Linked DNA regions of Rattus norvegicus: region 1 is linked to region 2. Evidence: chromatin contacts called from public Hi-C data. All regions are on one chromosome and are shown on one strand. Each heading gives the region's core, a stretch centred on a gene start, on an enhancer-like site or on the middle of the called end of the contact. The rest is flanking DNA. Distances are from core to core; before and after follow the strand shown. Region 1 holds the start of Pgk1 (phosphoglycerate kinase 1). Region 2 holds the start of Cox7b (cytochrome c oxidase subunit 7B).

What was found. Hi-C and Micro-C count contacts between places; a contact is called where the count stands out from the background.
Region 1: a Hi-C map of liver shows a contact between it and region 2, with 4 times the contacts expected there. The contact joins the promoter of Pgk1 here to the promoter of Cox7b in region 2. A contact is called at or near these places in 3 of 12 Hi-C or Micro-C datasets (liver, mammary epithelial cells and prefrontal cortex).

Annotation. Positions count from the first base shown.
Region 1 is chrX:75,333,147-75,340,366 of GRCr8, forward strand. Pgk1 (phosphoglycerate kinase 1) reads left to right here and starts at 3,842. Exons shown (of 11, transcript NM_053291.3): 1 at 3,842-3,910. The coding sequence starts at 3,846. It also overlaps the pseudogene Rpl19-ps17.
Region 2 is chrX:75,144,717-75,152,293 of GRCr8, forward strand. Cox7b (cytochrome c oxidase subunit 7B) reads left to right here and starts at 4,320. Exons shown (of 3, transcript NM_182819.2): 1 at 4,320-4,421. The coding sequence starts at 4,382. It overlaps Magt1 (magnesium transporter 1), which reads right to left and starts at 496. Exons shown (of 10, transcript NM_053946.2): 1 at 358-496. The coding sequence starts at 459.

The sequences.
Region 1 (7,220 bases), core at 2,592-5,091, 190 kb after region 2:
ACAGCAAGACCCTGTTTTAAATACATTGTTTTTGTGGAGTGTGTGAGGCACTGGGTCCAATCCTTGGCATAGCTTCTAGCACCTGTCCCTCCAATGAATCCAGCTTTTCTATTATCTTTCAGTGAGACAATCGGTCTTAACTATCTACTCCAATATTAGCAGGCATGGAAATATCTAAAAAACGATGTATAGTCAGATGTGGTGGTATATACCTGTAATGCCAGCACTCAAGAGGTTAACACAAGAGGGTCATGAGTTTGAACGTGGCCTGGACCACATAGTGAGACCTTATCATAAAAAAAAGGATTTACAAAACTGTAAACTTGATCATATGAGTGCCATTTAATTCTCCCCTGTACTGTAGTGAGATGTTTCAGCTGCAAATTATTACTCGCATTAGATGTTTGTTTATTTGACATGATAGAAAGGAAGGTTGTACAGTGATGCTGGGATTACTTAAGTCAGTAAACCGCTGCTGTCATTAAGGATTCAGTTATTCTGTAGTTTGAGGTCACCATTCTCAATGTTCGGATGATGATTTTGTCTTACAGAACAAAATCATTGTGGAGACTCTGTATTAATTGTGTATTTCTGAATAATAAAGTACCTCAAAGTTTAGCACTTCCAAACAATAAATATTACCTCAGACTTTCTGTGAGTCAGGGATTGGACAACATCTAAGCTGGTTTTAGTTGGAAGCACCTCCTGAGATTGTAATTATATGCAATTATATGTCTTGGCTGCAGATATCTGAAGGTTTGACTTGGGGGCAGGAGTGTCCACTTCGATGGCTGGCTCCTTTATAAATCTGCAGGCAGCAAGACTCAGTTCTATGCTGGTGTTGAAAGGTACTCTGAGTTCCTCACTATCTGGGCCACCCCATGAAAGTATTTGAGTGATCCCAAGATATGGCAGCTGCTGTCCCCAGAATGAAGGATCAGAGAGGGAGAGGAAGAGGAGGGAAGGGGGAGAAGGAAGAAGTGGGAGGGAGGAGAAGGGAGGGAGACAGGGAGGGAGGGAGGAAGAAAAAAAAGGGAGGGAGGGACAGAGGGGAAGGAGGGAGGGAGGAAGGGAGGGAGGGAGAGAGAGAGAGAGAGAGAGAGAGAGAGAGAGAGAGAGAGAGAGAGATCTCCGTAGGTACTACCCACCTCCCATCTTCTGTTACTTAGAAATGGTCAATATATGTATGTGCAGGGCTTGCTTTTCTTACTAATCTCCATTGTTCCCAGAACTGCAGACTTACTTTCCTTTTTATCTCATTGATCTAAGTTGGGTCACTGCCCATTCCCAGACCAATGTGTAACAAAGGGGTATGTGGGGGATGGGATTACCAGACTCAGCTTAGGTCAACAGTGATTTATCCTTTGGTGCTAGGAGATAAGCCTATCTTTGCTGAGCACTGGTCACTAACCCAACACTCTATTAAATCGGATTTCTGTAAGCAAGGAAGGTGGGGACTAGCTCCTGGTGAGGTGACTGGCTGTATTGAATGGGTTGTCCAGTTCTGTTAGGAGAAAAAAATGTCTGTAACATTGGTATAACACCCAAGGGATCTGGTCCATATTTACCCTACCTCATGTGTATAATTGTAGATTTCTCTATGTTTCAGGTTTTTCTGTTGTCAGACTTCTTCTCATCGTTGGTTGTCTGTTTCTCTCTGTTATTTTAGGCCAGTAGTGGAAAAAGCTTCCCAATCTCTATAATCTTCAGTGTTCTTGTGTTTAAGATACAATACCTACTTCATAAAGTTCTTAGGCAAAGTAGTGAGTCATGTCAGCAGTGCTGGACAAACAGTAAGTGCTCAATAACTGGGAAGAATCATTGTCTTTGTGTGCATGGTTTCCTCTTTGATATCCAATACTATATAATTGTACCTTATCTGAGGACAGTTTGACTCACTACAATGATAACTCAGCCAGAATGAAATAGCTACTGCATGATAGGAAGTCCAGAGACTTGTTTGAAATACCTTCCAGGGGTTGTTTTCCAGTAAGGTTGAAAGAAAGGAAGTATGGAAATGATTGGCAACAACGAATGTTTATCTTAAACACAGACATACATGCAGGCAAAAACTACACACTCGAAGACAAACTAAAAATTAAAAAGTACTTATGTGTACAGATTTGTCACTGGCATCAGGACATTTGGTTCAGTATTGCTGGCACTGCGACCTATGCAATGTCCTTAGAGCCTGGAGACCTTGCCATCCACCATGGAAAAGAGTTTCACCAGAGTGAAGCAGTTAGCTTGTTGACAAAACACAAAGACAAAATGCAGGGTCAGTGACATTGGTTAGCAGGAAAGGTGCAGCTCCTTTCTCAAATTCATGGCTTTTTTTCCGTGTGTGTGTGTGTGTGTGTGTGTGTGTGTGTGTGTGTGTGTGTGTATGTATGTACCTAAATATGTAAGGACAGCCTTCTCAGTCTCTGTAAAGTCCCTTGTATGTATTTGATTTCAGAGCGTGCTACTGGTATTGGATAACCATGGGGGCTCTCAGCATTCCTCTGTAGGCTGCAGTTCTTTGTCTCTTTCATGCCACTGCCTCCTGTTACCCAGTTTTTTCCCCCTTCCTTTGTTCTCTTAAAATTATTTTCCCTTTGGTAGCCCTGTCTCTACCCTCTTCACATATGTGCTTATACAGGAGCTGCATATGTAGAAAACACACGGGATTGTCTTTCTGAGTTACTTCACATAACTTAGTAATTTCCAGAGATGGTTTGGCCACTCACTCCTGGGTGTCAGCCAGTGAGTAGAGGTGGAAAGGAAAGAACAGGCCAGTGAAGAAGGGCTTACATTTCTTATGTGCCCTTCAATTTCCTAAGTAGTTGTCCTGCCTCAGAGTGTAGGCAAGCACTTTACCACTGAGCAGCATCCTTAGCCCAAATTAGTGTCAGGAGAGATTTAAAGTGTTTTTGGTTAATTTAACCGGTGCCGGAGGTTGGATCCACAGCCTCTGGCCTGCAATTTACGGCTGAGCTACACTCACAGAGCAGTCTAAATCCCAGTGGCCCAGGACTGCAATGATCACTTACAAGCTCTGCAGTCTTGAGAAGACACTAAATCTTTCTCTATCAGTTACTTCAACTTTAATAACAGAACGTACTTAGGAATTTTAATTGTTAGTTAACATGACACATGCTGTATGTATTCGTCATTATGAATAATGTAACCACAGCAATTATATTGTACTTTTTATTATAAGGGGCGGGGGGAAGACCAGGTCCTTTTTTGACTTCTGAGAGGTTTCGATTACCAAGAAGGCCTTAAGTGGACTTCCATTTGGGAGCTGAGAAAGCAGAGGAATCCAAAAGGGGATGACATTTGCAGAGGTCTAGAAAAGGCGCCTGGGAATTCTACCGGGTGGGGGCGGCGCTTTTCCCAAGGCAGTCCGGAGCATGCGCTTTAGCAGCCGCGCGGGCACTTGGAATGGCCTCTGGCCTTGCACACATTCCACATCCACCGGTAGGCGCCAACCGGCTCCTTTCTTTAGGGGCCCCTTCGCGCCACCTTCTACTCCTCCCCTAGTCAGGAAGTTTCTGCAGCTCGCGTCGTGCTGGACGTGACAAATGAAAGTCGCACGTCCCACTAGTCTCGTGCAGATGGACAGCACCGCCGAGCAATGGAATCGGGCAGGCCTTTGGGGCAGCGACCAATAGCAGCTTTGCTGCTTCGCTTTCTGGAAGCAGAGGCTGGGAAGGGGCGGGCCCGGGGCCGGCTTAGGGGCGGGGCAGGCACCCTTAGGTCCTCCCGCGGCCCGGCATTCTGCACGCTTCAAAAGCGCACGTCTGCTGCAGTGTTCTCCTCTTCCTCTCCTCCGGGCCTCTCGACCTCACGGTGTTGCCAAAATGTCGCTTTCTAACAAGCTGACTTTGGACAAGCTGGACGTGAAGGGGAAGCGGGTCGTGATGAGGTAATTCTGTTCTGCTGCCCTCAAGCCCTCGGGGCCACAGTCGCTTTGGCCTTGGCAAGCACATTTTTCCGTTCACCCTAAGTTGTGCTTACTTTTCAACTGGCTCTCGGGGGTCCTGGGTTTGGAGGTCAGGGCTGTTTCTCATGGCGGAGACTGCCTGAGTTTGATGCTTCCTAACTGCTCTTCTCATAGCATAAAAAGTGACCAATAGTGTCCTTTAGGGAGTGGATCCAACCGAGAAAGGGCTCAGATCCCTAGGACTCAATCCTTTTCCCATTTCCGAAGTGTGGTTTCGTCTCTTGTAGTGAGATTGGACCTAATGCTTATCCTGCAAATCTCTAGGCCCCAGTTGAGGGACCTTGAAAGGTCATTTGGCTAATTTCCCTTCCCCCAAGATCCTTGGACCATTCGTGACGAACTCGAAACCGCCCACGTTTCATTCGTCCTGGTAAAATGATTTCTTTCCCAAAAGATGTTGGTCAAAATGCTCTGGAGTGGAGGTCCCATTCCCCAAAGAATTGTGGGTGGGAGGGTGAGGCCCACTGGATGAAGCTCGGTATAGCTTATGTAACAGGCTTCTGCTGCCCTACCTTGCCGTTGGACTCCTGGCCTTGGGGTTTGCATCAGGATTGTGACACATGCAGGGTGTGGCCGCCGGGAGTTGGAGGCCTGTAACCTCACCCTCAGAGGTGGCTAGAGAAGCAGGATGTCAGAAGTGAGGAAGGCTCCCACGCACGTGGCGCCCTCTTAGTCGGCACATGTGGATTCCCTGGTCATTGATTAAGTTGGCTTCTCCCTTACCTGACAGAATCACTGGCGTGCATGCATCTTCTACATTTCTGCCTTTCATAATCTATATTTTTTGCCAGGAGTGACGGATGATTAGATACATAACTGGAGGGCCTGGCTGTTCATGTGACAAGTATAGGACCGAAGGATGGTAATTTCTAAGGGCCGTAGATAGTCGCAGTGACTGACTACTGTGCCTGCCTGACCTTTGGAAGCGGTTGATTGATTGGTAGTACGTGAACGGTGTAATCCTATTCCCTTTGACAATTTGGGCCAGTTCAAGTGAGGGCATCCTTTAGATACTAACACAACAGTTTCTCCTGCTTCTGCACCAGAGTTAGAGAATTGTAAAGCCACATATTACTTGATAGGTGATTTTCTCTTACTGTGCTGATAATCAGAAACAACCCAGTGTGTTATCATGCAAAACAGTGTTGCCCCAAATGGGATAGGCCCTTGTAATCAGGATGGAGTTAGAAATCCCAGCCACCCTAATCATAGATAAAGGGGAGGTTCTACCTAGCTTTTCATTCTGTTCTAAGGAGAAAAGATTGATCCTGTGAAAACCAAGACAGGTAGATGTAGGCTTGTAATTAGCTTAAAAGGTTTAAACTATATCATTACTGGCTTGAGACTGACCTTGCCAGATGCATGCAGCTGCTGAAAGACAGTAGGACATTGTGCTGGTCGCCTTTCTGTAATTGCAGTTCCGGGATTTATGCTATCTAACACAGGGAAACTGTCTTAAAGGAATTAGCTCTGGTTGGGGGGGGTGAGACAGGAGGAAACAGTTTTTCTTTTTTGCCCCAAATCACTTTTCCTAGGTTAACCTTGAGTCTTGAAATGATTGGCTAGTCTAGTTTTACTGACGGAAAAGGGCATGTTGAAGGTTATTGAACTCTAGAAAGTTTGTAGCAGAGCCAGGACTAGAATTTCGGTCTCTTTAGCTACTTGAACATGATGAGCCAGGGCCATGTTGAGATAGGTAGGTGGAGTTTGCAGTCCTTTGTAATATGGATACATTGTACTTGTTGGTATTTAGGCCACAGTGATGAAGTTGCTTTGTTTCCAGATTAATGCATCTTGAATAGGGAGTTGCCTTGTAGGCTTAATTCTCAGAGGAGTCTAGGCAGCCATGCCTGGGTGAACTCAATACCGTTTTGTTTCAGTGTCTTTTGTGGTAGTTGCTGGCAGTGCTTCCTTCAGAAATGGGGCCTCCTGAGAGGTGGTTGTTTCACTTGCCTCCTTTCTGTCCTGTAGAAGGGCACTCTTCTCACTAGTGTTGGTAACTTTTATTAGTTTTTGTTCTAGGGAGTCAAACACTAGCTACTTTGTGCTTGAGCACTCTACCACTGAGTCACACCCCAGTTCCTTTTGGAGAAACTTTAACAGTAGCCAGAAACCCCAACAGGTTCCGCCTCCCCCTAGTTGATTTTACAAGGCCATGTGAGTACATTTCCTGCTGATTCTGTCATGTCATTTCCTTTCTTCTCACCCATAGGCTCCTAGTCATCCTTTGCTTGCTGGTAAAAGTACTTCTCTTTCTTGTCCTCTTTCTTCCTCCAACCCCACTGGTTTTCTTTTGGGACTTGCAAAGCAATAGCCCTGGTGGGAAGAGAAGAAAATGGAGAGCAGACATCTTCACACCAGTGGAATTTAGCAATCAGACCACGAGTCAATGGCGGGCATGGTTCCATTGAGGTTTTAGAAGGAAAGGGCCTGGAATCCTGAGATTTCCACAGAGACTTGATGTTGTAATTTAATGTTATCTGTGAAGTTTTTGTTTTATTTCTTTGTTTTTTTGAGGCAGGGGTTCACTCTAGCCCTGGTTGTCCTGGAACTCTGTATGTAGACCAGGCTGCACTCAAACTTGTCTCTGCCTCCTGAGGGCTGGGATTAAAGGTGTGTGATATATGTTTTAGCCACGACCTCTCCACTTTGAAAAAGTTTTATTTTGTAGTAATTACAAAGTTGTAGAAGATTGCAAAGACTGTACAGAAAGTCAGTTTTCCCCAGCATTTATGTATAAGGATGTATATATACTCAGCATGTATGTATGTGTATACACACACACACACATACACACACACCCACACACACGTGAACAAGACATGTACAGGTAATGCTGTTCCTGCTTTGGAGTCTTCAGAAGAGAAGCTAAAGGCCAAGTTGTAAGTGTAGGAGTGTGAAGGTCAAAGGTAATCAAGAGTCAGTGAGAACTAATCCAGTTTCATCAGTAAGCCGATGCCATCACAGCTTGGACAGAAGCCACAGATGGTTGGATATTTTAGCCCAAAGGCATTCCTTCCTGTTCTGGGTGCAGGGAGCGGCACTACTCACCCTGTGCCCTTAAGTTAACCCTTTCGTCCATTAGCTTTACTGAGAGGCTGCAAGAGGGGAACTTAGTCATGGTAGTAGGATATTTGATCTGCTTTGGGCTGCACTTCAAGGCTAGCAGGGGCCTGCTTAGGATATTTAAAGAGGATGCCTTAAGTGCCTGAAACCAACTAGAGGCACATTG
Region 2 (7,577 bases), core at 3,070-5,569:
TACACACGTCCGAGGGCGCTACACATGGTCGACAGTAGAAGCTTGTATTATTATACCCTCTGGATAGTAAAACGAACTCCCCAGCCCAACACCCAAAGAGGTCCAAGCTCCAGGACTGTCACAACTTGTAGCTGCACATTCCTCAGCTGCTGGAAGCCAGCTGGTCACCTACTCCAGCCTGTTTTTGGATTCGAAACCTTACAACACAAGAAGTTGCAGCTCCCGCTTTTGTGAAGCCAACTTCCTCCCAACCGCGGAATCCAAGTCACGCCCAGCACAGATCCCTGGGAAGGGGCGAGCGAACCCTCTCTAGCCCCAAGTTGAGAAAGTCCCTGCCGCTGGCAGGCGCCGCCTCACCTCCTTCTTTCTTTGGGCAGAGGCCGAAGGAACCTTGGAAACGAGCAGCAGTGTGACCGCTGCGGTCGCACACACACACCAGAGCCACCTCGGCGAGGCCATGTTCGCTTGTCTCTCTCGGCGACCGGGCGAAACTTTCTTCCAGCACGGTCCGAGGGTGGGGCGTGAGAACGGGCGGACCAAGCCCTTGCGGCTCCCCATTGGCTCGGCTCAGCCCTTCCACGCGACCCCGCTTATTACGTCACACGCAGCAGACGCCCGCTTAAAAGAACCAGTTCTTTTCCGATTGGTTTCTGGGAACCAATAGGAAAAGGATAATCTGGAGTTTTCTTATTGGTCCGCTGAAAAGACTGCACCGCCCCTTTCGTGCGCGTAGAGATATAGCGCTCAGCGAACTTTCAATACACATGCGCGGTTTTGAAATGTTTCTGAATAATTTTTTTTGGAGGCACAAAATGGCTTGTACATTTAAAAATGGAATCATCCTCCAGAAAGCATTCCTTTAGAATTGTTTGAATTTGAGCCGGCCTACCTAACACAAGCCTCTAATCCATGCATTTGGAATGTGAAAGCAACAGCACCAATTGTTCAAGGTCATCTTTGGCTCCATTGTCAGAATCCCAGGCCAACCTGATCGATGTAAGATTGTCTCAAAGATAAAGGAGCCCTGGTGATTTCTCACAACCAAAATCCCAGCATTTGGGAGGTGGAAGTGGAAGCAGGACGATTAAATTCAAGAATTCAAGGAATCTTTAGAGTTCCATTCTAGCTTGGACTCTTAAAACAGGTCCGAGAGAATTACATGATCTTCAGTGGAAGCTTGCATTATAAGAATTCCTCAACCCCAAACCCAATGCTGACAACACCCAAAACATCCAAACATTTTACATCAAAAGGTTTTTAAATTTTTTTTTATTTATTTCATGTATATGAGTACACTGTTGCTGTCTTCAGACACACCAGAAGAGGAAATCAGATCTTACGACAGGTTGCTGGGATTTGAACTCACGACCTCTGGAAGAGCAGTCAGTGCTCTTAACCGCTGAGTCATCTCTCCAGCCCAAAAAGTTTTTTTTAATCTACTTCTTTTTTTTTTTTTGGTTCTTTTTTTTTCGGAGCTGGGGACCGAACCCAGGGCCTTGCGCTTCCTAGGTAAGCGCTCTACCACTGAGCTAAATCCCCAGCCCCTTTAAATCTACTTCTTAATATAATATTCTGGAAGAGAAGCTGGAGAAATGTCTCGATGGTTGACAACATCTAACTGTTTTTGGAGATGACCCTCCTAGCACCCACACGATGGGCAACAATCTAGTTCCAGAGGATCCGATGCCCTCTTTTGACTTTCACAGAGACCAGGCACATACCTGGTGCACATACGTGCATGCAGCCGCCCCCACCCCCAAAAACACACATACCATACCACACACAGATGCACACACCCCAATCTTTTTTTCAAGTGCATACTATTCTTGAAGATAGCTCAAGTACTGTTCCCATGACTGGAAATCCTCATCACAGTTACCTTTGGTCATTATGTTTCAACATGGTAACAGTAACCCTGGCTAAGACATTGATAGGACATTTAACTGTCATTTGTAAATACATGGGTTTAGTCCTCAATATTCTCTCAGTACACACACACACACACACACACACACACACACACACACACAATTACAATTTAGACTTATTTATTTTGCAGTGTAGGACATTGAGTAAAGGATCCCACACAAGCTGGGCAAGCATTTTATCACAGCCACATCGAAAACCCAAGGTACATTTATTTAGAACGTGTGGAACATATGTGATTACTCTTTTAGGTCCTGCTGGAAAGCAAAAATCCCACAGAATTATATTTCCACTATTCAAGAGTTAAGGAGATGGGTGTTGAAAGGAAAGCAACTACTTTAAAAGAGGGAGGGCCTGGAGAGATGGCTCAGCGGTTAAGAGCACTGGCTGCTCTCCAAGAAGTCCTGAGTTCAATTTCTGGCAACCACTTGGAGGCTCACAACTGTGTATAGTGGGATCTGATTCCTTCTTCTGGCCTGCAGGCATACATGCAGGCAGAATGCTGTATAAATAATAAACAAATCTTAAAAAGAAAAAAGTAATTGGTCTCAACTTAAAGAGATATAAAATGATGAGCGTGGCAGTATATAAGTGTAATCCTAGTACTTAAGAGGTAGAGGCAGGAGGATGTCAGGGCTTATTACCAGTCTAGGTTGCATAGGGAGTTTCTCCCTGAGCTACAAGGGGGGAACTTTGTTTTGTCTCAAACAAAACAAAACCAAGCAAACAAAAAGACACAGAGAAGATGAGAGACCAGAAGAGAGAGCTAGAGAGAATGCAGTAGCCACACGTGGTGGCACATGCCTGTAATCCCAGCACTGGGCAGAGGAAAGTGGGAAAAATCACACCTTTGAGGCCCACTAAGGTTCCATGGTGAGTCTCTCTTTCAAAGAAGAGGAAAAATGCATGTGACTATAGGTTATGAAAAAATTAAGCTGGACCTCATAGGTCAGTTTAATTGCTGCTACTTGAGAGGCTGAGGCAGGAGGATTGCAAGTTCAGTGCCTGTCTATACTTTAGAGTGAGTGAACAGCCAAATAGGGGCAACTTGGCGTGAGCTTTTCTCAAAATTTAAAAAGAAAAAAATTAAAATGGTTAATCATAGGTGTAGCAGCTCACACCCCTAATCCCAGCACTCGGGAAACTGAAGCAGGCAGCTGGCCATGAGATCCAGGCCAGGCTTGGCTACATAGTAAAGTCCAAGCTAGCTTGGACCCCAGGATGAAATCTTGTCTCCAAGAAACAAACACAAACACGAGCAAACAAGCGTACCAAACAAGCATGGTTGGTTGGGGAATCTTTGTGTTATGCTCATTCAGGTTGCTTTAGACACATGCACCAGAGTGGTCAAATAGAAACAACTTGGTACAGAGTCACCAATGGATACAAAATGGATAAAAGTTTGATGCAGAACAGAATAGTCATAATGTATCGTTCACAAAATTACTTTTTTGACACACATCCCTCCTTTCCCCACAAGATACTTTGTGAATTACCAAGGGAAAGCATTGACTTTAAAGTGTAGCAATCTGGTGTGGAGTGCTTTGATTAAATGATTAAGTTCATATTATTACTGAATGGGATGCTAAGGTCCTATACCTTCTGATAGGATGCTCTAAGAAGCAGTTTGATTTGTACGTTATTTCTCTAATCATGACACTGGAGAAGCTAAGGCAGAAAAATCGCAAATTCCAGGCCAGTCTGGGCTACATAGTGAGTTCTAGCCAGTTTAGGTTACATAGTAAACTCTGTCTTACACAGAGTTTCTTTCTTTCTTTTTTTAAAACATTTTTTATTATATATTTCTTTATTTACATTTCAAAGGTTATTACCCTTCCTGGTTTCCTGTCCATAAGCCCCCATCCCCTCCCCCTCCCTCATATGGGTATTCCCCCTTACTGCCCCCCCCCCCATATTCCCTTGCACTGGGGGGTCCAACCTTGGCAAGACCTAGGGCTTTCCCTTCCACTGGTGCCCCAACAAAGCTATTCTCTGCTACATATGCAGTTGGAGCCCTTACACAGAGTTTAAGAAGATACATTTGTATATAGTATCATTGCCAGATGTACATACACTGAATGGAATCCCTAGGGAAAAAAAGACTAATTGATCTCCCAGCATCTTGAAGCTGGTGCCTTCTGTAAGGTTGGTGTCTCAGATCTCCTTTGTAGAGTCCTAAACCTTTGTCCAAAGAGTTATCTCCCTGTTTAGTAAATACTAGTCAATGGCAGCCATCAAGTTTGAAACTACATTTCCCAAAGGCCTTTTTTCTCGCAGGAAATAGGATTACAATTTCTATAGGTCAATTTCCCCAAATCTCGCGATATGTTACCAAATCTCATTAGGAATCGCCGCAGAAAGCCATTTTGTTTTTCAGGACTCTGCAAGGGTAGCTGGGGTGAATTTGCACCCAGGTAGCAGCTGTAGTCACCGCAGTTCCATCCTTGTCTCCGCGATGTTGCCCTTGGCCAAAAACGCACTAAGTCGTCTCCAAGGTGAGCAGATAATGTGGGCGAGCCCTTTACAACACCCGGGATCCATCTGCCCTCGTGCTCTCATGCCTTTTTCCTCTGCCCTAAAGCCTGCAGTTTTAATTCTAGGTGCACGGTTCCCTGCGTGGTCTCCAGTCACTGGGAAGATAGCAATGACAGTGGTAGCTGTGACAGTGGCTTTATCATCCTGTCCTTGTGTTCCTAGCCTAGTTCTGCATTCTCTTTCTTCAGAGACCTATCATTTCCAGGAAGACCGTTTTGGCGGGCACCTTGCTCTTTTAGCCATGTTCTAAATTGTAGCTTTGGGACTGTATTTATATAGAACTGATCTCCTATGGTGGTAGCGGTGGTAGGAAACTAAATCTACCTCACCTGCATTCATAGCGAGGGGGAAAAGCAAAATTCTGGCAGCTTTGAAGAAGTCGTCTGTAGATTATTAACGGAATATTAATTATCGCGAAGACAATCATGGTCATTTGTTCCTGCTTAAAAGTTAGGCAAGTACGTGGAAATTTGAGACTAGCATTATATATGGAGAAAACATTAGACTGGAAAGAAAAACTCATTTTCGTAATTGCTTTCCCGTGAAGGTGACCTTCAGTAATGTGAATAAAGGTGACCTTACGCAAATACCTTTAGCTTGCTTCTCTAGTCATGGATTTATTTTTATTTTACAGAAATGTTAGGAGTATCACTGTGTTCTAAGCACTGAAGTACTTTGGGAATAATTGAAAAAATAGGAGCCCAATTGATGTTTCATCTGCCACAGGCTGTGTTCTTTCTTTCACTTTGGACAAATGATTTAGCTTTATAAATTTGTTTTTGTAAAACAAAGGTTAGTAAGTAATACCGATTTCATAAGATCATTAACAGTTCTCTGGTCACTAAATTTTTTTGTTTCATTTTTGTCATTTTTAGTACAGAAGAGAGACTTAAGGAAATCCACTTGGTAAATCAGAGTGTTGAAACAACAATTGTTGCTAATCTCAATTTCTTTGATCTTTGAGTGATTTAGGGACTTTTAAAATACTGTAGGAAACATTTTTGTTGTTTTTTTGAGACAGGGTTGTGTGTGTGTGTGTGTGTGTGTGTGTGTGTGTGTGTGTAGCCTGGCTGTCCTGGAACTTGCTCTGGAGAGCAGGCAAAAGGTTATTTTTTTCAAGTTTATTTTGTTGCGTTTCTATTTCTTAGTGTGGAGTTCCCATACATTTTAAGTGTTCTAGAGCAGAACCCATTATGGAATGTTTATTAATTTGCTTATCTGGATGTGGCTGTTTTCTGAGGGAGGGTCTCAAGTACACTAGGTTTGCTTTCCAATTTAACTTGTAGCCAAGCATGTCTTCGACTTCTGATCCTTTGCCGCCATCTCCCAAGTGCTGGGCTTACAAGTACTTAGCACCTTTATAGATCTAATTGTGTTTGTTTCTGCAGTGTTAGGGACCAAGTCTAGGGAATGTTAGGCAAGCACTACACCAATCGAGCTACATTTCCCTGGGTGTGACTGGTTAAAGGTGAAAATGAAAGGGTAAGTAAGGCAGCTAAAGAGCTAATATAATGGTTAATTATTGGGATTCTGACACCTAGAGACCATTATTTTTGTCTTGGGGAGTTTGATTGAATTTGAACCCAAAGCTCTGCCACCGAACCCAGGCTCTCCCCAGCCTGAAACTATTATATATATATATTTTTTTTAAGTATTAGTGAGTGAACAACATTTTATTTTGTTTATATTTTTGAAATGGTCTTACTTTACATCTCTGCCTGGCATCAAAATTGAGTATAGTTTTTAGACCATAGCCTCCTAAGTACTGAGAGTATAGGTGTAAACCACCACACCTCAGTTCAACATTCATTGCTTTTTACACTGCATCTGTAAGCACCTTTAAAATCCTTTAAAACAATAAGGAAGTGGTGTCTAGATTTAAAGAGAAAAGCATAGCTTTTCTTGGTATTTACCACTTCTTTCTAGTTTTACTCCTAAGCTGCCTTGTTCTTCATCCAAACTTGATTGACTTTCTGGTACAGTAGATCTATCTATCTCTGTCGATTTTTTTTTCTTTTTTTTTCCTTTTTTTCTTTTTTCTTTTTTTTTCGGAGCTGGGGACCGAACCCAGGGCCTTGTGCTCGATAGACAAGCGCTCTACCGCTGAGCTAAATCCCCAACCCCTCTGTCGATTTTTAATTCCATTTTTCGACATCTATGAACAAATCCTACTTTCCTAAATGCTAAGTTAATTCTACTTTCTTGTAGAATTCGTGTCTTCATTTATAATACTCATTTCTAGGCTACAAATTACATGATGATAAAATCTTTCTCATACATTTTTTCTACTCTATTTTTTGAGATAGGGTCTCATGCACCCTAGGCTGATTCTTGCTTCCACCTTCCAAGTGCTTAGGTTACAAATAGGCTTGCCTGCTTATATAGTCTTACTGTATAATCAAAAGCCTTATTCATTACCAATCATTTTAAAATTCTGCTTACAATAGTTTGGGGCCATAATATTTTTTTAAAGATTTATTTATTTGTTACATATAAGTACACTGTAGCTGTCTTCAGACACATCAGAACAGAACGTCAGATCTCATTAAAGATGGTTGTGAGCCACCATGCGGTTTTTGGGATTTGAACTCAGGACCTTTGGAAGAGCAGTCAGTGCTCTTAACCGCTGAGCCATCTCTCCAACCCCCATAATTTTAAAGTAATAAACATTTGACTTTTATTTTTGCTGTGAAAATTTTCAGGAATCCAGAAAAAATGAGAATTGTGTGAAGAACATTCATGTTATGTGTCAACATTTTATCAGATATTTAAAATCATGTTTCTGTCTATGTGTCACTTTATCTTTTTTTTTTTTTTTCGGAGCTGGGGACCGAACCCAGGGCATTGTGCTTGCTAGGCAAGCGCTCTACCACTGAGCTAAATCCCTAACCCCTTTATCTTATTTTTTAAAGACTATTTTATGTATACTAGTACCTTGTAGCTGTCTTCAGACACACCAGAAGAGGACATCAGATCCCATTACAGATGGTTGTGAGTCACCATGTGGTTGCTGGGAATTGAACTCAGGACCTCTGGAAGAGCAGTCAGTGTTCTTAACCACTGAGCCATCTCTCCACCCCCCTCCTTTTTTTTTGGAGATGGAGTCTTTTACTGTA